2 separate regions of the Oryctolagus cuniculus genome follow, and region 1 is linked to region 2. A link is a contact called in public Micro-C data. All regions are on one chromosome and are shown on one strand. Each heading gives the region's core, a stretch centred on a gene start, on an enhancer-like site or on the middle of the called end of the contact. The rest is flanking DNA. Distances are from core to core; before and after follow the strand shown. Region 1 holds the start of RPL37A (ribosomal protein L37a). Region 2 has its middle 500 kb from the start of TNS1.

What was found. Hi-C and Micro-C count contacts between places; a contact is called where the count stands out from the background.
Region 1: a contact with region 2 is called in a Micro-C map of ear pinna, with 4 times the contacts expected there. The contact joins the promoter of RPL37A here to the enhancer-like site in region 2. A contact is called at or near these places in 2 of 6 Hi-C or Micro-C datasets (ear pinna and an unstated tissue).

What each region holds. Positions count from the first base shown.
Region 1 is chr3:22,780,964-22,784,413 of mOryCun1.1, forward strand. It overlaps RPL37A (ribosomal protein L37a), which reads right to left and starts at 2,160. Exons shown (of 4, transcript XM_002712466.5): 1 at 2,034-2,160; 2 at 1,574-1,702; 3 at 1,022-1,104; 4 at 1-99. The coding sequence starts at 2,036. The coding sequence ends at 36.
Region 2 is chr3:21,744,380-21,748,144 of mOryCun1.1, forward strand. No RefSeq gene overlaps it. Among named protein-coding and RNA genes, the nearest start is that of TNS1, 500 kb to the left of the region's middle. Within about 2 kb of position 2,437, at least 1 of the 8 cell types and tissues checked has an H3K27ac peak or open chromatin away from gene starts, as enhancers often do. A contact at or near this core is called in ear pinna, where this site is marked.

The DNA.
Region 1 (3,450 bases), core at 910-3,409, 1.0 Mb after region 2:
TTTATTATAGGCTGCTGATGTCTCATATGGCACCTCTACTGGTCTTTCAATTCTTTCAGTCTTCTGATCGCAGACTTCACTGTGACGGCAGAAGTGGTGCTGTTAAGACAAATCCAGTTTCCAACATAATTAATCATGTTAATGTAAAACGGCAAATAAGCAAACCTGCCCCATCTTAATGTTACAAGCTTGTATTAGGATCTCTGAAAACTTCTCCTAAAAGAAAAATTATACCAAGATACAGATTGCTCTATTGACAATTTGATGTAATTAAGCCAAACATTTAATTGCAGTTATTATTCAGGAGCAGGTGTTTGGCCAAGTGGTGAAGCACCCCTTTGGGGACACCACATTCCATTATCACAGCACCTGGACTCAAGTTGTTGGGACCCTGCCCTCCACACAGGAAACCGGGATTGAGTTCCCAGCTCCTGGTTTTTGCCTGGTCCAGATCTGGCCGTTACCAGCATCTGGGGAGTGATCTACCAGTGGGCGCCAGATTTCTGCTTGTCGGTGCCTTTCTAAAGCGAGTAAGATAAAGTGGGTCTGGGAACTGGGTAAGGGAAGCCTCAGACCCCTAGACTTCAAGTCAGCTGACACTTCTAAGAGGCCTTCAATTTCTAGAAATGGGCAAGCTTAAGAGTCAAAACAGTGACAACCAGCAGACACGGAGGCGGCCTCATCTGAGTGATGTCACTCGGCTGTCAGGTCACAAAGCTGAAGAGGTCCCCACAACACAAAGGTGTGGGGACCCCAACGGCCTCAAGTTCCTAATTACAGCTTTTAAACCAATTCCCAGCGCAAGCCAAGGTTCAGTAAAGATTCAGCCCCACAACGGACCATGACCCCAATGCCGGGTTTTGTTAGAGTAACTGAAAATAACCTGAAATTCTAAAAGCCCCTAAGACACTAAAGGCATCCCCACTTTCTCAGTCCTGTGCAAGTTAAAGTGGCCCACCCAGCCAATCCCGACACCGCCCCTTCGTGGCCCATATTATCCCAACGCCAGAAACGGACTCACTTGTATGTCCAGGCACCACCAGCCACTGTTTTCATGCAGGAGCCACAGTGCCAGATCCCCACGGCTCGTCTCTTCATCTTGGTCTACTCGGGGAGAAGTAATTGTCACCGTCAATCAAGCCTTCGAGGCTTTCGGGAGCCCCAACCTCCAGAGACAACCCAACCTCGTGCTGTTTTACGCGGGTATGGTAAGCTCCCAAACCCCTTTAGCTCACCAGTGCGAAACTTGCAATCCTAGTGAATCAAAGACCCCTCCCCGAAACCACTGACTGCTACGAGGCAGCACTCGCGCCCACAGCGAGCCTCCACTTACTCAACACGCAGGATGCCCTTCAGATCCACGCACAGACCTCTGGGGCTTGGCACCCACCCGACAACACCGATTCACTTCCCAAACATGTTTGGGGCGCAAGGCTATCCTTTTTCCCCCTCTAAATGAGACACTCTCACAACTGACAGTCATCCGCACCCGCAATTCTAACCGCTCACCGTTCCCAAGCTGCCTCCGGCGGAGGCCGCCCCCTGCCCCCCGCCCCCCGAGAGACCCCCTTACTTTGCCGCAGAAGGAGCAAGTGTACTTGGCATGCTGGCTGATCTCAATCTTCTTCACCATCTTCCGGAGGGAGGCGCCATAGCGGGTCCCGTATTTACCCACGATCCCGACCTTCTTGGTGCGTTTCGCCTGTTCAAAGTGAGGAGCCAGACAAACCAGCGACATTCAGGGGTGCGATCCAGGTTCCAGCACCCCCACACAACGCCCCTCCACCTCAACCCCGCCATGACCTGGACTGCCGCACATCAACCTGGTAAAACCAGCGCCCAGTGCCGGCCCCATATTAATCCGGCCTGGGTGGCCCCGGCCGCCCCCGCCCCTTCGCCTGGGACAGCACCCCCGGACTCCGGGGAGGGCATGGGACAGGGCAGACCAGCAGAGGCCAATGAGGGCGAAAGAGCCCAGCAAGGAGCAGATGCCGGGGGATAGCGATCCAGGCCGCAAGAGACAGGATTCTCACCATAGCGCCGCCACCTAGGTCCAAGCCCAGAGAGGAAGAGAAGTCGCGCGCAGGCGCGATTTTAGGCCGGCAAGCGGAAGTGGCGCGGGGAGGCCTATCTAGGAACCGATCTCTATGGTCTGGAGGTTTCCCCGCTGCCTGCCGGGAAATGTTTGGCGTAGCCGCCCCGCTTCAAAAACTGTAGCGACGGGGAACCCAAGCGGGCAGCGCAGCCACATTGTGTTGCGCTTACCTCAAAATCTTGCCGAGCAGTACCATTTTCTTCATTTTGAGGTCAAGGAACCGGAGTCAGATCTTAAGTGGCTTGCCTGCTGTCAGGTGGCTTAGAGAAGTGCTTAAATCTTAACATTTGTGACTCCAAATCTCATTGCTTTCCCCATGTCGTATCCTTTCTGGGAGCAGCTGCCCCTGTGCGGGATGCTGGCGTTAGTGGTGACAAGATCGGAACAAGTTGCAGGGCAGCCGGGAGACGGTCGTGTAACCGCATTCACGAGCTCCAAGTTTTCCAGGGAAAGGCAGGTGTCCCCTGGGCTTAACGGGGGAGGGCCTGCGGTTCGCTAAGCGAAGTCCCAGAGTCGAAGGCTGGGGAGGGGTCCACATCACGGTCAAGTTCCGTTTTGCAGCCGCTCTCTGGGGCCCCCGGTTCTCACCAGCTGCCCCCCACCCGCCCCCCGCATCACCCTAGGCTGTCAGGCAGGTTCCTGCTCCAGGCTCCACGCCAAGGGCTCGCCACACTCTATTGTCTAACCACAATCTATTGTCCACCCTTCCAGGGGCAGCAGAGGACAGCCAGGCTTCTTGCCAGGCAAATGACATCACAGCCACTCCTTGGGGGGTGGAGGGGTGGTAATTGGTAATCGGTTCCAGGACCTCCTTGGGTACCAAAGTCCGAGGATGGTGAAGTCCCTTCTATAAAATAGTGTAGTATTTGCACTCACCTATATACATCCTCTTGTGCACGTTACATCATCTCTGGGTGATTTATAACTCCCAGTACAATGTACGTGCTATGCAAATAGTCACGGGGGGAAACAAAGACTGCAGTGTTTCCTCTCTCAATATTTTCAGTCCGCGGTTGGTTGAGTCACAGAAGAGGAGTGCAGGGATTCAGAGAGCTGACTAGAAAGTTACCCTGCCAGATGGCTAGGACAGAAGAGAAGATGCTCAGAGAACTATTTCAGGGGCCAGCATTGTGGCCTAGTGGATTAAGCCACTGCTGCAATGCTGGCATCCCAGGTGGGCACCTGCTGGTGTCCTGGCTGCTCTGCTCTCTATCCAGCTCCCTGCTAATGCACCTGGGAAAACAGCAGAAAATGGCCCAAGTACTTAGATGAAACTCCTGGTTCCTGGCTTCAGCCTGGTCTAGCCCTGGCTGTTGAGGCCACTTGGGAAGTGAAGCAAAGGATGGAAGATCCCT
Region 2 (3,765 bases), core at 1,187-3,686:
AGGCCTTCTGGAAAACTGATGAGAAGTTGATGTGCATTTCCAATTAACTTTAAATTACAATGAAAATCAATTAGCTTTAAAAAGCACTCAAAGTAGAATTGTAAATAACATTAATTTAAAATTCAGTTCCAGTTCAAAATGAGTTAGAAGAAAATTCCCAGTTAAAAATTAGACTATGCCAATGAAATTTCCACTAGAGGCAGGAAGTCAAGTGGATAAATATTGCCATTAAACATCACCATACAAATTTGGTAAACTTGGTGAATTGGTCATTTGGCAGATTGATCTTTCTAAGAACCGTTTTCCTGGGAATTAACTTTCTGCAAACTGGCTTTTCAGGGAATTAGCTTTCAGAAATTGGGCATTCGTTGAAACAATTTTCACTGAACTGGCAGATTCTACCCATGATCACCCCCTCCTTTTCAGTGTTCTAGAATGTCTTCTCCCCCCACCAAGCTTCTGTGAGTCCCTGGCTAGTCCAGCTACCCAGTTGTGCAGACAGTACTTAATGGCTAAGTTGTTAGGAAGCAGAGGCAAAATTCATGTCATTTCTTTGAGGCCTTTGCCATGCCAGAAACTAAAGGTTTCATTCATTTTTTAATTAAAAAATTTATGAAAGACAGAAAGTTCCTCCATCTGCTGGTTCACTCCCCAAATACCCACACCAGCTAGGGCTTGGCCAGTGCTGAAGCCAAGAACCAGGAATTCAGTGCAGGTTTCCCATGTGGATGACAGGAACTCAATTGCTGGAAGGATCACATGCTACCTCCCAGGGTGCACACTTAGCGGGGAGCTGGAATCAGGAGTAGAGCCGGAACCCAAACTCATGTGCTCTGATACGGGATGCAGGCGTCTTAGCTCCTAGGCTAACTCCCAATCCCATGAATAAGGGTTGGAAAGAGTCCCAGTGATGCGAGTATTGCATTCTTGTCTCCTTCCTGCCTCTGCTTTGAGAAACTCTGGAAGACAGAATTGACTCTCATCTACGCCACAGAAGGGAAAAGAAGAGTTTGAAGAGATCCGAAACTCATCTAGCTCAGGGTTTCTTTCTTTTATAAATGATTTATTTATTTAGTTTCAGAGAGGCAGAGGCAGAAAGAGAGAGAGAGAGAGAGAGAGAGAGAGAGAGGTCTTCCAACCGATGGTTCACTTCCCAAACAGCCAGTCAGTGCTGGGCCAATCTGAAGCCAAGAGCCAGGAACTTCTTCCAGGTCTCCCAAGTGAGTGCAGAGGCCCAAGGACTGGGGCCATCTTCCACTGCTTTCCCAGGCCATAGCAGAGAGCTGGATCAGAAGTGGAGCATCTGGGGCTTGAACCCACACCCACATGGGATGCTGGCCCAGCAGGTAGTGGTTTTACTCGCTACACCACAGCACTGGCCCCTAGTCCAGGGTTTCTAAACCTCAGCCTGTTGGCATTAAGGACTATATAATTCCTTATTGTGAGTAACTGTCTTACAGCACTTCTGGCTGCGCTCTGCAATCCATGACAATCTGAAGTGTCTCCAGACATTGTCATACGTCCCCTGAGGGGCAAAATTATCCCTAGTTGAGAACCATGGACCCATTCTCCCACATAATCTAGAACTTTCCTTTATATACCACATATCCTTTGACTGTTGTAGGAGCCTGGGAGGTCAGTTTTCTGTTTTGATTTTCCTGGGAAGCACTCACATTGGTGTTAACATGAAGATTTTGGATTTTGAAGCACATTGCCATGGATCAGATCCTGCAGTCACTCTTTGGTCTGACCTTGGGCAAACCTCTGAACCCTTTTCATCCTATTTCATGAAACTCCCTAATCCTTATTTCACAGGTTTATTAGCAGGACGAACCCATCATGGGTGTAGAACGTTTAATGCTTTCATTTGCTGGATAACTGTATTCATTCTATTGAGCCCAGGTTCTCCATCTCTACACATGATCTTAGCCAAAAGGCTGAGAAATGATAGACTCCCATCTCTAACTCGCCTCCGTTGCTTGCACACCCCGATGCCGTGCAGACTGCCTGGCCTCTGGATCTCCCAATAGATCAGAATTTGGCCCCTGTCCCATCCTCATGTTTTCTCAGTGGACAAAACTCCCCAAACTTGGTTCCTCCTCAGACACTTGAGAAGCAGCAACACATCGCAGTTTAGGGAGGTTAATGATTAGGTCTGCATAAAGCTGGGTATAAACAAGGCTGGCTGATGGTGGGGAGCGGAGACACGTGGAGGCCTGGCCAGGAAGGCTGCCACGGTCACAGCAGAAAGGCTGGATGCTCACCAGCTGGTGCCTAGGGGAAGTGGCAGATGAATGACCTAAAAAGAAACCAACCCCCAAGAGCAGACCTTTCTACAATGACACCCTGGAGTTGGGCACCCTGAGGCCGCACGGCCCTTAGCCTCTCTTTCCAGCTGCCCATTTGCAATGAGCTCCTGACACTTTCCAGGAAGTATAAATGAGACAGGAACCCTGGAGGCCAGTGATCTGAGAAGCCATCTGACCCCTCAGACCATCCAGCATCTGCTGAATCTTTTAAAAAAGACTGCTGGTGTCTGGGAGCCAGCAGACTCCTCCTCTTTGTGGCAGCCAAGGGCTAGGCTCACCTCCTATGCCTCCACATGTGAGCTGGACTTGACAAAGCTCTTGTCAATTGTATGCCAGCAAATAGAGGCCTCAGGGACGGTCCCTTTGTGTTGGAGGAAGAAGTGTGAGTCACAGCACTGGTGCCACAGAGCTCTCCCTGTTGGGAGTGGCAGGCCCCGCAGGGTGGCCGGGGACATACGAAATCCCTGCAGTTGATTTTGATATATTTGAGAACATTTTCTTCAATGCCAGGGCTGGCTCTTGTTTGCCCTTGGATAGTAGAGGGGGAAATTGGACTGACATGATTCTCGGTTGAGACAGTGATCTCTGAGAGCCTGACTAGAAACAGACTGCGATGGATATCGTTGAAACTTGCACACAAGGCAGTCCTGCCTGCCGTTTCCTGGGGTAGGAGGGTCTCTTCGCCAAGGAGATTAGACCAGATTGTTTAAACATGGGGCTCCTGCGTCTGCCCTAAGGCTTGGTGCAATTTTCTCTTAGACAGTCTCTTGATTTACGACTCTAAATCACATGGAGCATGACTGTGACTCACCAGTGCCCATCCTCCCCGAGGCTTTGGAGATAAGGGCTCCACAATGGGAGGCTGCTGTGAGCCCAGGGAAGGGGAGCAGGATTCTGTTTCATAGGTTTATGAAAAAACATTGAACTGCTTTTTTGGGTATCTCTGGGGGGCTTGCAAAATGTGAGGTGGAGAAGAAAGACGTTGCTGAGGTCTCTTCTCCTCTGTGCTGCGAGTTGGGGGAGGGTGAAAGGGGGATATGCCTGTTCAAGTCTGCTCACCAGGGATGGTCTCTCCTCTCTGTGGAAGATCTTTGCTGTACTGGTCCCTCCCGAAACCAATCTTGATCCTTCCTTCTAGAAGCTTCAAGTCTTTGGCTGAAAGAGTGTCCACCTGAGTTCTCTAGTTCAGATTCCTGCTTGATCTGTGGGCTCTATTCAAACTTTCTGCCAAGGAGCACTGGGTTTCCATGGTCTTCAGATGTTGTCAGCTTTGATCTCATAACCTGGAAGTCAGAAAGCTAAGGTGGCCAGTCCTATGTGGCCATTTTAGTTTAAGGAACTGAGGACTAGAGAAGCGTGTGTCTTACCTGCAAGTGTACATCGGTGCATGTCAGAGTCTGCACAAGTTTTTCCTCCTGGTCCTGGGCCACTTCCGAGAATCCCAGAATTCTCCACA